Linked DNA regions of Ovis aries: region 2 is linked to region 1. Evidence: chromatin contacts called from public Hi-C data. All regions are on one chromosome and are shown on one strand. Each heading gives the region's core, a stretch centred on a gene start, on an enhancer-like site or on the middle of the called end of the contact. The rest is flanking DNA. Distances are from core to core; before and after follow the strand shown.

What was found. Hi-C and Micro-C count contacts between places; a contact is called where the count stands out from the background.
Region 2: a Hi-C map of liver shows a contact between it and region 1, with 2.5 times the contacts expected there. The contact joins two enhancer-like sites. A contact is called at or near these places in 12 of 16 Hi-C or Micro-C datasets (blood, hypothalamus, liver and 6 more).

The regions. Positions count from the first base shown.
Region 1 is chr11:38,147,625-38,153,795 of ARS-UI_Ramb_v3.0, reverse strand. CBX1 (chromobox 1) reads right to left here. Exons shown (of 6, transcript XM_060395565.1): 6 at 5,903-6,171. It overlaps NFE2L1 (NFE2 like bZIP transcription factor 1), which reads left to right. Exons shown (of 5, transcript XM_060395559.1): 5 at 1-18. Among named protein-coding and RNA genes, the nearest start is that of NFE2L1, 15 kb to the left of the region's middle. Within about 2 kb of position 2,640, at least 7 of the 54 cell types and tissues checked have an H3K27ac peak or open chromatin away from gene starts, as enhancers often do. A contact at or near this core is called in liver, where this site is marked.
Region 2 is chr11:38,181,556-38,187,726 of ARS-UI_Ramb_v3.0, reverse strand. It overlaps COPZ2 (COPI coat complex subunit zeta 2), which reads right to left. Exons shown (of 7, transcript XM_060395564.1): 7 at 2,203-5,391. The coding sequence ends at 5,085. Among named protein-coding and RNA genes, the nearest start is that of MIR152, 8.4 kb to the right of the region's middle. Within about 2 kb of position 2,651, at least 20 of the 54 cell types and tissues checked have an H3K27ac peak or open chromatin away from gene starts, as enhancers often do. A contact at or near this core is called in liver, where this site is marked.

The DNA.
Region 1 (6,171 bases), core at 1,391-3,890:
AATAAAATGAATGATTCATTCTCAAGTGCAATTTTTCCCCATTTTGAATTTAAACTGAGTGAGTGTAAAGGAAATAGGCCCCAAGAGGAGAGCACTGACCACTGGCGAAGGCAAAGCTCTTATGGGAAGGTGGGTGAAGAGTTGGGCAGGTTGACAACTCAGTCTTAAATACTGCATTAAGTCTTCCAAAAATGAGTTTATTACCTTTTTGTAGGGCTTGTCAGCTGAATCCTCTTAGAGGAAGAATTCAGTGTCCTTTGGCCTTATTCTCATAGGGCTGGGCGGGTTTCGTCACGCGGCCCAGCTCCTTACCTGTCCCCCTGCGGCAACTCCAGTTCTAACACGGACCATGCTGTTACTTCTCGGGTGGTCCCACCTGCCAGCTGGAGCGCAGTCAGTGATGACAGTGAGGATGGAAACCTGAGGGATGGACGGACCGGCGCATGCCAGGCCCTTCATTGGAACAGCAGGGCCCCAGGACTAGAGAAACAGACAATTTGACCCCAGGGTTTAAGGCATTTGAAATCCTTTCCAGCTGAGGTGACCAGAATCTTCTCCCTCAAAAAACCAAAAGCGTGTGAAGTGGTGAATGCTTTAAGGCACCAGATGGTTGTTAGGACGGCCTCATGCCCATCTATGGTAGGTACTTTACAAATGCCCAAGTAATGAATGGGCCACTTGGCAGTCTCTGTGAGATTACCAGACAAGGTTTTGGGCTGGAGGCTGTGTTCTCTATTATGAAACCTGTGATCTGGAACTCCCCATGTACCACTGTGTGACCTGGTTCCGTGATGCTACAAGAGTTTATTCTGTGGGGTGGAATAGAATTCTGGGAATAAGGCTGAGCTCTTAATTTGTTTCAATTTACAATGGCTTCCCACCCCCTCCTCCCCCAACCCTAGTTGGAAGGGGTTGGTTGGTCCTATCAAGAAAGAGCTGTTTCCTAAGGCAAAAAGAGAAGGCAGCAGAGGATGAAATGGTTAGATAGCATCGCCGACTCAATGGACATGAATCATGAATTTGAGCAAACTGGGAGAGGATAGGGAAGGCTGGCGTGCTATAGTCCATGGGGTTGCAAAGAGTTGGACACAATTTAGCGACTGAACAACAACAAAACGACTGTAAACCAAATAAAACAGATTTTAAAGGGAAAAAAGGCTAAAAATTAAGTTGGAAAAACTGCTGATAAAAATATATAGAAAACTGTGACAAGTAAAATTCAGAGTAATGTCTTTGTATTCCTTCTAGATACATGTATACATATTTTTGTTTAGTACACAATTAGGCTTTAACTTTAGTTTTGCAACTTTTTAAACTTTTTTTTTTTAGCTCTTAAGAGAAAAATGCCTTACCTCCCCTTTGCTAGTGTTGCTTCTGGTCTGAGAAAGTGTGTTTTGGTCACCCCCTTCCCTCATGGCCCCTTATGGAGAGATGTACAGCTGTGTCTGGGAGCTTGCTGATTAGCTGGGGCTTTGAGCCAAGTTGGTCAGCACTACTGTGGGGCTGACCTCTTTTTGCTGTTGGCAGGTGGAGTGGGTGTTCCAGCTTCAAGGCTTTTTCTGGCAGGAAGAAGCAGGAAGAAGATATGAGAACTCAAGTAAGGCCTGTGAAAGCTGTTGCACCTGAGTCAGGAAGTGACACAAGGTCCTAGAGTTCACAGGGAGATGAGTAGGCCTCAGGACCAAACTTCTGGGTGTCTTTTTGGGTAGGGGTCAAAAGCTTGCTTTGTCTTTAGTTCTAGGCATCATTCAAACTGATTTTCCCACACATCTTTAATTATGTAAGGCAGTGTAAGTAGATCCTTTTTTTTTTTTTTTTTTTCAGGCTTTGTGGGGTCTTAGTTCCTCAATGGGTGATCCAACACTTACCCCCTGCATGGAGTCTTAATTGCTGGACCGCCAGGAAAGTCCCAGATCCATTGTTTCAGTCTCTGCCCCACATAAGGTCTTACTACTGAAACCAAGGCTATTTCAGTATCAATAAAATAGATCTTCAATAAAAATAGAAAAAAAAACACCCCACACAGAACCGAGGGGAAAAATAGAAATCTAGAGACATGCTCCAGTGTCAAGACCTGGCCTTCATAGCCGACTCCTTGCTTGTCCTGGGGAAAGCTGAACAATTAAAAACAGCCGTTGAATGAGGAGGTACTTACCATGGAGTCCTCTTAGGCGGCCTTCACCCCTGCTTTTACCACCCACAGCTACAGCAGACCTGCTCTTCAGGTCTGTTTGGCAAGTAGCTGGAAAAACAAGTGCCTTGTAGAAAAGTGTCTCCACCACCCTATTTTAACTCATCCAGTAGGGACTGACCTAGAGCAACAGCTTCAGAAGCTCAGACTAAATACATAGTTCTAGGGCATTGACGCTATGCAGGTACTGAAAGGGGTACCAGGTTGGGGTCTGCCTTCCTGGAGGTCATTTTCACAACCCAGTGTAGACATGCTCTAGCAAAATCCGTGTTTGATTACTGATTATGAAGAGTGGTTAAGCCTTTTTTTCCTATCCCTGATCTATATGGGAAGTGAAAGGGACTCAGACCTTCAACTTGTCACTTTGTCAGTGTACCAAGCACCCTTCTTTCACTTCCACTTCTCACACAGAGGTGTCATTCTTTCCTCCAGTTCTGAACCTTTCAGTAGAGAATGAGCATGTGGGGACTGAGGGGATGTGAAACTTAATGCGTGGTTTGAGTTCCAGTCCTTATTAGATCTAGGACTTTGAAAGTTCATGTCTGCCTGAAGTAGCGGAGAAACATAAATCTAGTGTACAAGTTGCCGCCAGTGGAGTGAGAATATGGGCCCTTGCTGAAGAGGTGTATTTTCACAATCAGTAGGATAGAAACCCTTGTCTTCCTGAGTGTGCAGACATACTGTCTTAAAGCTGGTATAATGGAGTAGGCTACATGGTATTTGTTACTAATTCCAGTTGCTGTTTCAACCAAGGAAATAAAATCTAGTTCATCTGGAGAGAGGGAGAAAAGACCCAAGTGTTGGGGCTCTGCCTTTTAAAGAAATTAAATGAGGCTAATTCAGTTGTCTCAACAAGCCTTCCAATCTTCAGCTAGGGGCTGAAGCAGTAACCGAAACTATAGGCCCATGTCCCAGAGCCAGGTCCCAAAGTAGCCCAGCCTGGTCTGTGGCTATGCAAAACAGTAAACAGGGCAGGACTGGTCAAAGTCAACTAGGATTTTAAAATCCTCATGGCATGAACAGTAGCTTTGGTACTATCACAAACTATGCAAACCAACAAGGTCAGAATGCAGACTCAGATCTGCTGGTGAATTAACACTAGCTATTTATTAAGAAAAACTAGTCAGAATATATTGTAAACTTGAATGTTTTAGCCTTGCCTCAGAGTTCTGCCACCTAACTGGCCTAAGCCAAAAAAAAAAAAAAAAAAGAAAAGCCTTAGAAACATTCCTTGCTCTACTTTCTTCAAGCAGGGCCAACTGTGCTTTTTATCCCAGAAGGATGTTTTTTTCTTCCAGATTTCATTTGCTTTCAATACCCATCAGTTTACTCAAAAGGAGGCCCTAGGCCAAGTCGATTAAAAGTCAAACAGATGAGAGAGAAAACAACTCTGAACTCTTTGGCTAGGGAATCACTAACTTTTAGAGAAAACCTTGCTGGTCAGTCATACCAAGGTGATGTGCAGATCAGAGACTGATGGTTGTCTAAGGATCTTAAGCTCCTATATCAAACTTCTTACCACACACCAGAACATCAGGATGCTGAAAGAAGGAGAAGGAAGTCAAGACTTCCTTTTACTTAGTAAGCTGAATGCTGGCCTGGTAGTGGTATTTGTATTTCAATCAAATTCTAGTGGCGGGAAAACACTGAGCCTAGACTTAGTTCATTTCTATCAGTTCTGAGTTTTAAATGAGAACATCTTTATGAGAAGGCGGACTTGCATGCACATCAGATTAATATGACTTGATCAGATTCATTTGCTCTCCAACAGCCCAGCTCCATACGTAGTTCAGGATTTGGAGCCATTGCAGAAATCTGGATTTCAGAGTTCCACCAAATTATTTTGATGTAGCAATTTCTTCTAGCATTCCCCCTTTCTCTAAGAGGAAAATATACCTTATAATACAGATTCCCAGTGTCACAGACCATAAACTGTAAATGTGTTGTGTACATATGGTCAATGCTAACTAGACAAGGGTTAAAATCAGTGGAACTCCAGTCTGAATGAGTTCTGGAATATAAGATTACATCTGAAAATAAGTACTTAAAACTCAAGCTATTAAAAATTATTTGTAATTGGTAGTCAAAATTTTCAAATGCCATTGGAAAGCAGAAAGAGTGTTTTTGTATTTATTAACTTGAAACTAAAGGCAGTAAAGGAGCACGGTATTTTCTCTTGACTGGCTTTGCCAGTGTCAGACAATGATTCTGTCATCAAATTAGTTAGCTCTTGTTCTTCTGTAATGGTAACTAGGGCAACAACTTAATATTATCTCCTTGACTCTTGGGCTAGAGGTCTATGATGATGTAGTTTTGTCAAAGGCGTCCGACATGTTTTTGCACATCTGAAGACATGCTCTACGAATACTTTCTGAAAGGAGACTGAAGATTTGTTGTGTCTATGTCTTATTTTTTCCCTAACACTTTTGCATGCATGTTGTGGCTTCAACAATCACTTGAGAAGAATTTATCCTTCATTCTTGAGTCTAGAAATGTGTGGTAATTGGCTTTTAAAGATAACAAAATTGTGTTCCTTCACTTCAGTTTTCATTGCATGCATTATCAATTCCAGTGTCTTCCCTGGGAAAGAATATGGTTTTTTAAAATACTTATTTTTGTCTATGCCGAGTCTTGGTTGCTGTGCCCCAGCTTTCTCTAGTTGCTGTGCGTGGACTTCTCATTGTGATAGCTTCTCTTGTTGCAGAGGACAGGCTCCAGAGTGCACAGGCTCAGCAGTGTGGGGAATGCGCTTAAATGCCCCATGGCATGTAGGATGTTCTTGGACCAGGGATAGAACCTGTGTCCCCTTCATTTCAGGAGGATTCTTAACCACTGGACCACCAGCGAAGTCCTACAGTTTATTTGGAACAAATGCTTAACTATTGAGTAGAGCTGAATTGATCTCAGTGGAAATCCTGCTTCCCCTTTTGTAACTGACAAGAATCCAGTCCTAGGACTTGCCTGGTGGTGCAGTGGATGATCCAGAAGATTCCACATGCCACGGAGTAACTTAAGCCTGTGCACTACAAGTTCTGAGCCCATGTTCTAATAAAGCCCACACACCCCAACTACTGAGTCTGCATGCTACAGCTACTGAAGCCTGTGCACCTAGAGCCTGTGCTCTCAACAAGAGCAGCCCCCAGCAACGAGAAGCCAGTGTACTGCAAAGAGCAGTCCCCGCTCGCCCCAGCTAGAGAAAGCCCACATAGAGCAACAAAAGGCCCAGCGCAGCCAAAAAAAAGAATCTAGTTCTGTTTGGGCTCTAGAATTATAGGCAGCAAATGATGTTAAGAAAATGGATGACGTTTTAATTCACTGATCAATCACAGGACCAATACCTGAAAAGTCCGGAGAAGTTGGCTTTAGCTAAGGTCATACAAATTTATGATAACATTAGTCAGGATCTAAAGCTAACCCCCAAATCTGTGTTTCCAAACGTATCACAGTTTGGAACTGCTACCAGGTCACAGACTGCTAAATATATTTTGAGCAGTATGAAGACAGAATGATGTGACAATCTCTATAAAAATTGTAAATGCTCAGTAAATACTAAATTAATATCGTGAGACCACTCAAAAGACTCACACCAGATACCAGATTTTCAAGCCTATAGTATTGAAAAACCATTCAAGCGTGCAGGTTGTTCCCAAAGAGGATCAATCTATAAAATAATAAAAGGCAAGGAGAGTTTCTAGCAAGACAAGACAAAAATCAAGGATTATAAATCTATATAGTTTTATTAAGACAAAAAACTGACAGTGTTGATATGAAGTTTACATTTAAACAAAAGTTTTCACAAAAACCTAACACACGCCTAAAAATTACAATGGAGTTCTAGATGCAGATCAAGACGATGTCAACAACTGATGGATCTCACGACTCAAGACAGCGTTTTGGATTTTAGTTAATTCTTAGGATTAAAAAAATTGTTTTGTTTTAAAGTGAACCACTGCCCCAGTATGAAAATTTATCTTCTCCTG
Region 2 (6,171 bases), core at 1,402-3,901, 34 kb before region 1:
CGTCCCCGGTGCCAATTCACAGGAGGAAAGGGGGCGCCCTGAAGCCCCTTACCCACAGATACTCGAGACCCGCGGGGTAGCCCACGAGGGCAGAAAGGAGCCCAGGAATTGAGAGCAGACGGCGCCCCCACCCTCGCGTGCTGCGCGCCCCAGGCCGCGCACACACGGGGGAGCGGGGGAGGCAGGGCCAGCGGGCAGAACTCCAGCCAGACAACCAAGCCCGCGGTTCTGGCGGCTCCGCGGGGCTGCGGGCGCCGAGAAGGGGCTGGGGGTGCAGTAGGCCTGTCCGCCTCAGCCCCGGGAGAGCCAGGCCTGCAAACTTGGAGTCCTGGACCCCCATTCTGCCAGCGCTCCCCAGACCTCCCGGATCCCTGCCCCCGCCGCCGAGGTTCCGCGCAACCTTCTGAGCTGCCCCCTCCCCGCCGAGGGCGTGGGTCGGCTGCTTCGCTGCAGCCCCTCTCCCCAGAGTCCTTTGGCCATAAAGGGCAAGGGCACCTCTCTGGTTGCCTCTCCGCATTACCAGGGCCCCTCTACTCATTCCTCTTAATCCAGTGTAGTCCCTGTGTGGGCGAGCGGGTCGGACGACCCTAGGATTGGGAGCGTGACAAAGCTGCCTCTTTCCAGCGGTCCTGGCTCTGTGGAAACTGTCGTAAATACTCTAACCTTTCAGAGCCTCGGTGTGCCTCTCCGTAAAATGGGCAAGCACCGCATAGTCCACAGTATTCGGTGAGCCAGTTTGAAGTGCTGGGCCTTCCCATTCCAGTCCCTGCACAATTGAAATTGCAGGACCCAGCTGGGCGCGAAGGGTTACTAGGAAGCGAATTTGCCCCTCCGGTTCTTGCGGTCATTTAGAGGCGGTGGATGGAGCGGACACCGGATGAAGCCGAACATTAGCCAAAGTATTTCTGGAAAATCTCTCATTTCCCGTCGCCACACTGGCCCCTGAACTCTACAGCACTTAACTGCACAGTCTTTTTTTTTTTTTTTCAGGGTTGCATTATTTATTGGAATGGTTGTGTACAAAGTGTTTATAATCTGTTTATATAACTATTATTTTCTCTAATTACAAAAGTAGGCAGGCCCATTTATAAATATCCATTGTAGAGAGTTTTGTTTTTTTTTTATAATGTAGGACTTGCTGACACGCAGGGACCGCTTCTACTAACACCCAGGGTCTGTCACTTTCAGCAGCGGCAGGCAGAAATTCATGAGCAGTGCCTGCAGCGGAGCTCGCAAGGCCGGTCCCGCCCGCTGGTTGCTAGGGCAACGCCCTGCCGCTAAATTTGGAGGCCAGCGATTAACTAGCTGGAGCAGGGGTCTGTCCCACCCTGGGGGCGGAGTTAGCAGAGGGCGCGGGACTCGGAGGGAGCGCGTTCCCCGCCTTTCCCTCCAGGTGGCGCTATAGGATCGTGGATAAAATCGCTGGACCCGGCTCCCCGCCGCGGTGGGCGCCTAGGGGCGGAGCCAAGGCGGGGCGTGAACTTGCATCTGCAGTTGGCTCTGGATCGGAAAGTTATCAACACTCTCAGGGACTTCTGTACGCCACGCAGAAAAGGGAAAAAGGGGAGGTTCTGGAACAGGGAGAGAGAAGAGGAGTCGTGACCCCCGAAAGTCACTCCATCTTTCCCATCTGCCTGTAGGATCCCTCTCCTTACCTGCAGTTCTCACCCTCGGGCGCGCTAGGTGCTCTGGACACAAATGCAAGGTGGGAGCTGGGCCGGTGTCTCCTCACCCCCAGTATCTGGGCCTAGCCAGGCTTGCAGCGCTCTAGTACCCAGGATATATGCCAGCATTGGATTTCCGCGCAACTTCCCGAGCAAGCCAAGAAAAACAGGCGTGCTGTTCCTCAGTTTGTCCAGAGGAAACCTTTACGCCCTTCCCTTCTGGAGACTGAGAATGGAAAAAGTGAGCTGAAGAATACCAGTGCGGCCACCACGTGTGTAGTATCTTTTGCTCTTTTCTTCCCAAATGCACTATTTCTCCCATCGCGACTCTTTCACCCTGTCACAATCATATCTAGCCCTCCACAATCATACACCGCCTCACTTAAGTTAAATCGGCTCCTTTCCCTTTACCCACTTCCTCCCCAGTCACACAACCACAAAGATACACCTAGTACTGGGCATCCAGAAGATGCCTCAGTGTGCAGAAGCCCTTATCAGAACACACACACACTTCCCAGGCCAAAAGAGAAAGAGACCATTGGCAGGAGACAAAAGCAGGTTTATTTGGGCTCTGGGGCCAGGGATGCCTAAGGTGTGAGTTAAGACAACTCAGCTGGTTCTCAATGCCCAAAGGGCAGGCCAGGGCAGGGAGAAGGGGTGACTCAGTATTGAAGCCAAATCTCTGCATTTCAAGTCCCTGGCCGGAGACCTCGGGAGTCAGTTCTGGGAGGGCATGGGTTCTAATGTTCCCTGGGGTTTCTGTGCTTTTGCTAGGATTGGGGGAATGGTCTGGGGGCAGGAGCCTGGAATGCACAGCCTTCATTTCAGTAACGACCATTTAATTTGTTCCTTGGCAGACTGAAGAACCTGGGTAGGGTGGGGTGTGGAAGGTTGAGAGAATTACTGGCTGGAATTCAAGTGCACTAACAGTGCAGTGGCAGGTTGGGGGGATACATGTCCTGGCAATCCCCAGTCACTAGGTGGCAGCAGCTCATCTCTGCCTGCTTTAAGGGGGGCTGGGCCATCAAGATGGAAAGAGCCGCCCAAACTGGCTGTAGCCAGCAACCAGCCCAGATGGGAGCTGGCCCAGCCTGCCCTCTGGTTCCAGCATCTGCAGCCCTGGGTGTGGCAGCAGCCTTGTCTCCCCCACACCCACACCATGCCATGCAAGCTTCCACCCGCAGTGCCACGTCCAGGCAGAGGCGGGCCCAGGCCTGACACTTCCTGTGCCCAGACACCTCACCAAACCCCTAGCTCTAGCTTTGGCTGGCAGTAATTCCTCAACACCCCACCCCAAGCTGCTGCTGATGTGGCACAGCTGGCAAAGGACTCCTGGGCAGGCTCTGCTGAAGGCCACCTGCACTCAGATGTGTTCACTTTCATATCCTGCTGTGAAACCACCTCAGCCCCATATTTACACAGATCCATGCAACTGTGCACACACCATGCAAACACAGTGCGGACCCCACCTATGTCCCTCAGATTGTCCCTCCAGCCATCAAGCCTCACTCCCACCCAAAGAAGGCTGATCCCACACTGTATGTCCCTTCCTCCTGCCCACTCCCCCTCCTCTCTCAGGGACAGCCTGGACCTGGAGTCCTCCTGCAGTTCTCAGAGAAGATCTACCTTTCTCCTTATTTCATCTCCCATTCACTACCTGCACATCCCTTGGTGTTTACTCAAGAATTCCATTAAAAGTGCTATGTCTTCATTCTTTCCCCCATGGAAAACAGGATGTATGCCAAGAGCTTTCCGTGCTTTAGCTCATCTAATTTTCATAATAACTCTATAAGGAGTGTCCTGCGATTATTGTGGCTCAGACGGTAAAGCGTCTGTCTACAACGCGGGAGACCCGGGTTCAATCGGGAAGATCCCCTGGAGAAGGAAATGGCAATCTACTCCAGTACTATTGCCTGGAAAATCCCATGGACAGAGGAGCCTGGTAGGCTACAGTCCATGGGGTCGCAAAGAGTTGGACACGACTGAGCAACTTCACTTTCACTTTCACTTGTGATTATTCGAGGCCCAGAGAGGTAGAATATCTTGCGCTAGGCCACCCAGCTTGTAGGTAGTAAGGCAGAACGCCACATCCTTTGGACGACTCACACCAGCGCCCCTGTTCTTATCTGCTCTGCTCATTGCCCCTTAACCTCTTTAGCCCTGAAAATTGCCATGCGGCTGCATTCATCTCATCAGGGTAGGAGGAGGCAAGGACAACGGGGAAGGGAGAGGCCGCGTGAGCATGAAGGGCAGGTACAGCAAAGGGCACCACACCTGGAGCCCCACATGAAATGGCATGGGCCCATCTCAGCGTTGGCCACTACAGCACGAGGAAGTTAGTGCCAGGGCAGGAAGCTCCATAAAAGCAGGATTAGTCTGGGCAGAGAGACCTGCAGGTAGACAGAATGGAGGTCAAGCCTGACAAGTAGGAAGTTTGGGCAGCTGGGAAACCAGTCAGGCTGTAGATCTGGAAACCTCAGCCCTGTCCCACATGCACCCTCAGATAGGACCATGCAGGGGACTGGTGGGCATGGACTTTTCCACACTCAGGTCACTCAGGGACAAGGTGCAGCCCAAACTGGCTGTGCCAGCGGTGAGAATGAGATCCCATGGTGGATTTAAGTGTCCCTTAACAACCTCAGAGTGGACCCTAAAGAGCAGGGGTCAGGGGTTAGAAGAAAACTCCTATTTGGGATCCTTTCCAGAGGCCTGAGCCCCCACACTGCTTGGGGAACAAGTGATCCAGGCATCTCCAGTGTGGGCAGCTCCTCCTGGGCTTTGACCCAACTATACCCAGCTAGGAGATAAGGTGAACTGCTGGGAAGGCATCATCATTTATTAATACCCAAGCTCCACATTACCATGGGGACCCTGGCAGCCGCCAGTGGACTGTCTCCAAGAGGTGGCCTGACACAGTCATCCCTTCCTTCCTGCATCCCTGACTTCTCTGCCTGGAAAGCCCCACTGGGTCCCCCTGGGATGCTCTGTTCTCCTCCCTTTAGCCCATCTCTGGCCAAGGCAGATGGAGAGGGCCTACCTGGGCCACACTGTGTTCAGTCAAGCCGCTGTCATCCGCCTATGGGGGAAGCAGAATCAAGGTGGTCAGGCCAGGGCAAGGGTAGCGGGTGAAGAAAGACAGGTGAGAGAAAGGGGCTTGTGGGTGGTGAGCAGATGCTGTGATCAGGGGATCCAGAACTGCATGTGTATCATTCAGGGGAAGTTCTAGAGCCCTTGGAAGCCAGCATCCTCAGGGATGTCTCTGGGACATGGTGGGTGGAGAGTGAGGGGGATTAAAAATGACAGGAAAGGCTTCATCTAGACATGAGAAGCCAAACTGGGTGGGGAGATTCCATCTCTTCCCCTCCAAGGCCAAGTTCAAGGCAAGGCAGCCACCAGGTGTCTCTGTGAGGATTTATTTCCTCAGTCTGTACTTCTCACCAGGGAGGATTGTGAGGTATTTATAATTGGCCAAGGGAAGAGGACAGAGATCTCTTTTACTGGCTGACATCCCTCCAAACTGCTGCTCCCCTTCAGAAGTGCATCAACCCAGTGGCTGCTTCTGCTAGAGGAGCTTGGGTTCCCTTTGCCCAGACACAGGGAAGACCGGAGGTACAGAGGATGGGAAGGGGAGCCTGGAGGGGATGGGAGTAAGGGGGGATGCAGGATGACTCTCACCCTAAAATTCACTTTCTGGATCACTTGCTGAGGGTCACTCTCCAGAATCACGCTATAAAGTGAGAGAGAAATGAGGAAGAAAATCAGCCCCATGCTTTCCTTGGACTCTGCTCCCTGCTAAGCCCTTTGCTTCCCTGCCATATCCTGCAACATCTCCCTTCCAAGGTACTTGGCCCGCCCATACTCCTCAAGCCAGAACTCCCCCTCACCATGGAGCCCTGATTCTCACATACTTTGTCATTACTGGGCAAACACTTGAGAGATCAGGCCAGGGCAGTCCAGTCTAGATCGATCAGGTTGGCAAAAGCAGGGGCTTAAAAAGTGAGAGTTCTAGAAAGTTCACTTCACCTCTGGGATGAAGGGTTGGATTCAGATGCAGTGAAGGACGAGAAGCCCCCTGGGGTCCCTATCTGGTTTCACTATTATTTTCTGCCATGGGGTTGTGCTATACATGAAAGAAACGGAACTGCAAAATCAGAATCTACCTTCCCTTTTTTTTTTTAAACTTCCCTTTCGACAGACCCAATTATGGAGGCATTTCTCGGCTAGTTGGCACTCTTTGATGATGCCCTGGGGGGTGTGCAGGGGGGAAGAGTTGGTCACTGTGGGTGAGAAAGGGTCCACAGGAACTGAGTGACTGCTCCTCCTCGCCCAGTGGGCCTCCTATAGGGCTGAAGGAAGTGAACAAACATTTCCTGAGACCTTCTCCCAGGCTCATCACAGGGGCACTTGTAGCCCCAAGTCCCGCACCAGAGGTCCTTTAGAGCGACAATTCCAGGCCAAGGTTCAGGACCAAATGTTGCTTCCACAAATGCTTCCCTGTTTTCACTGG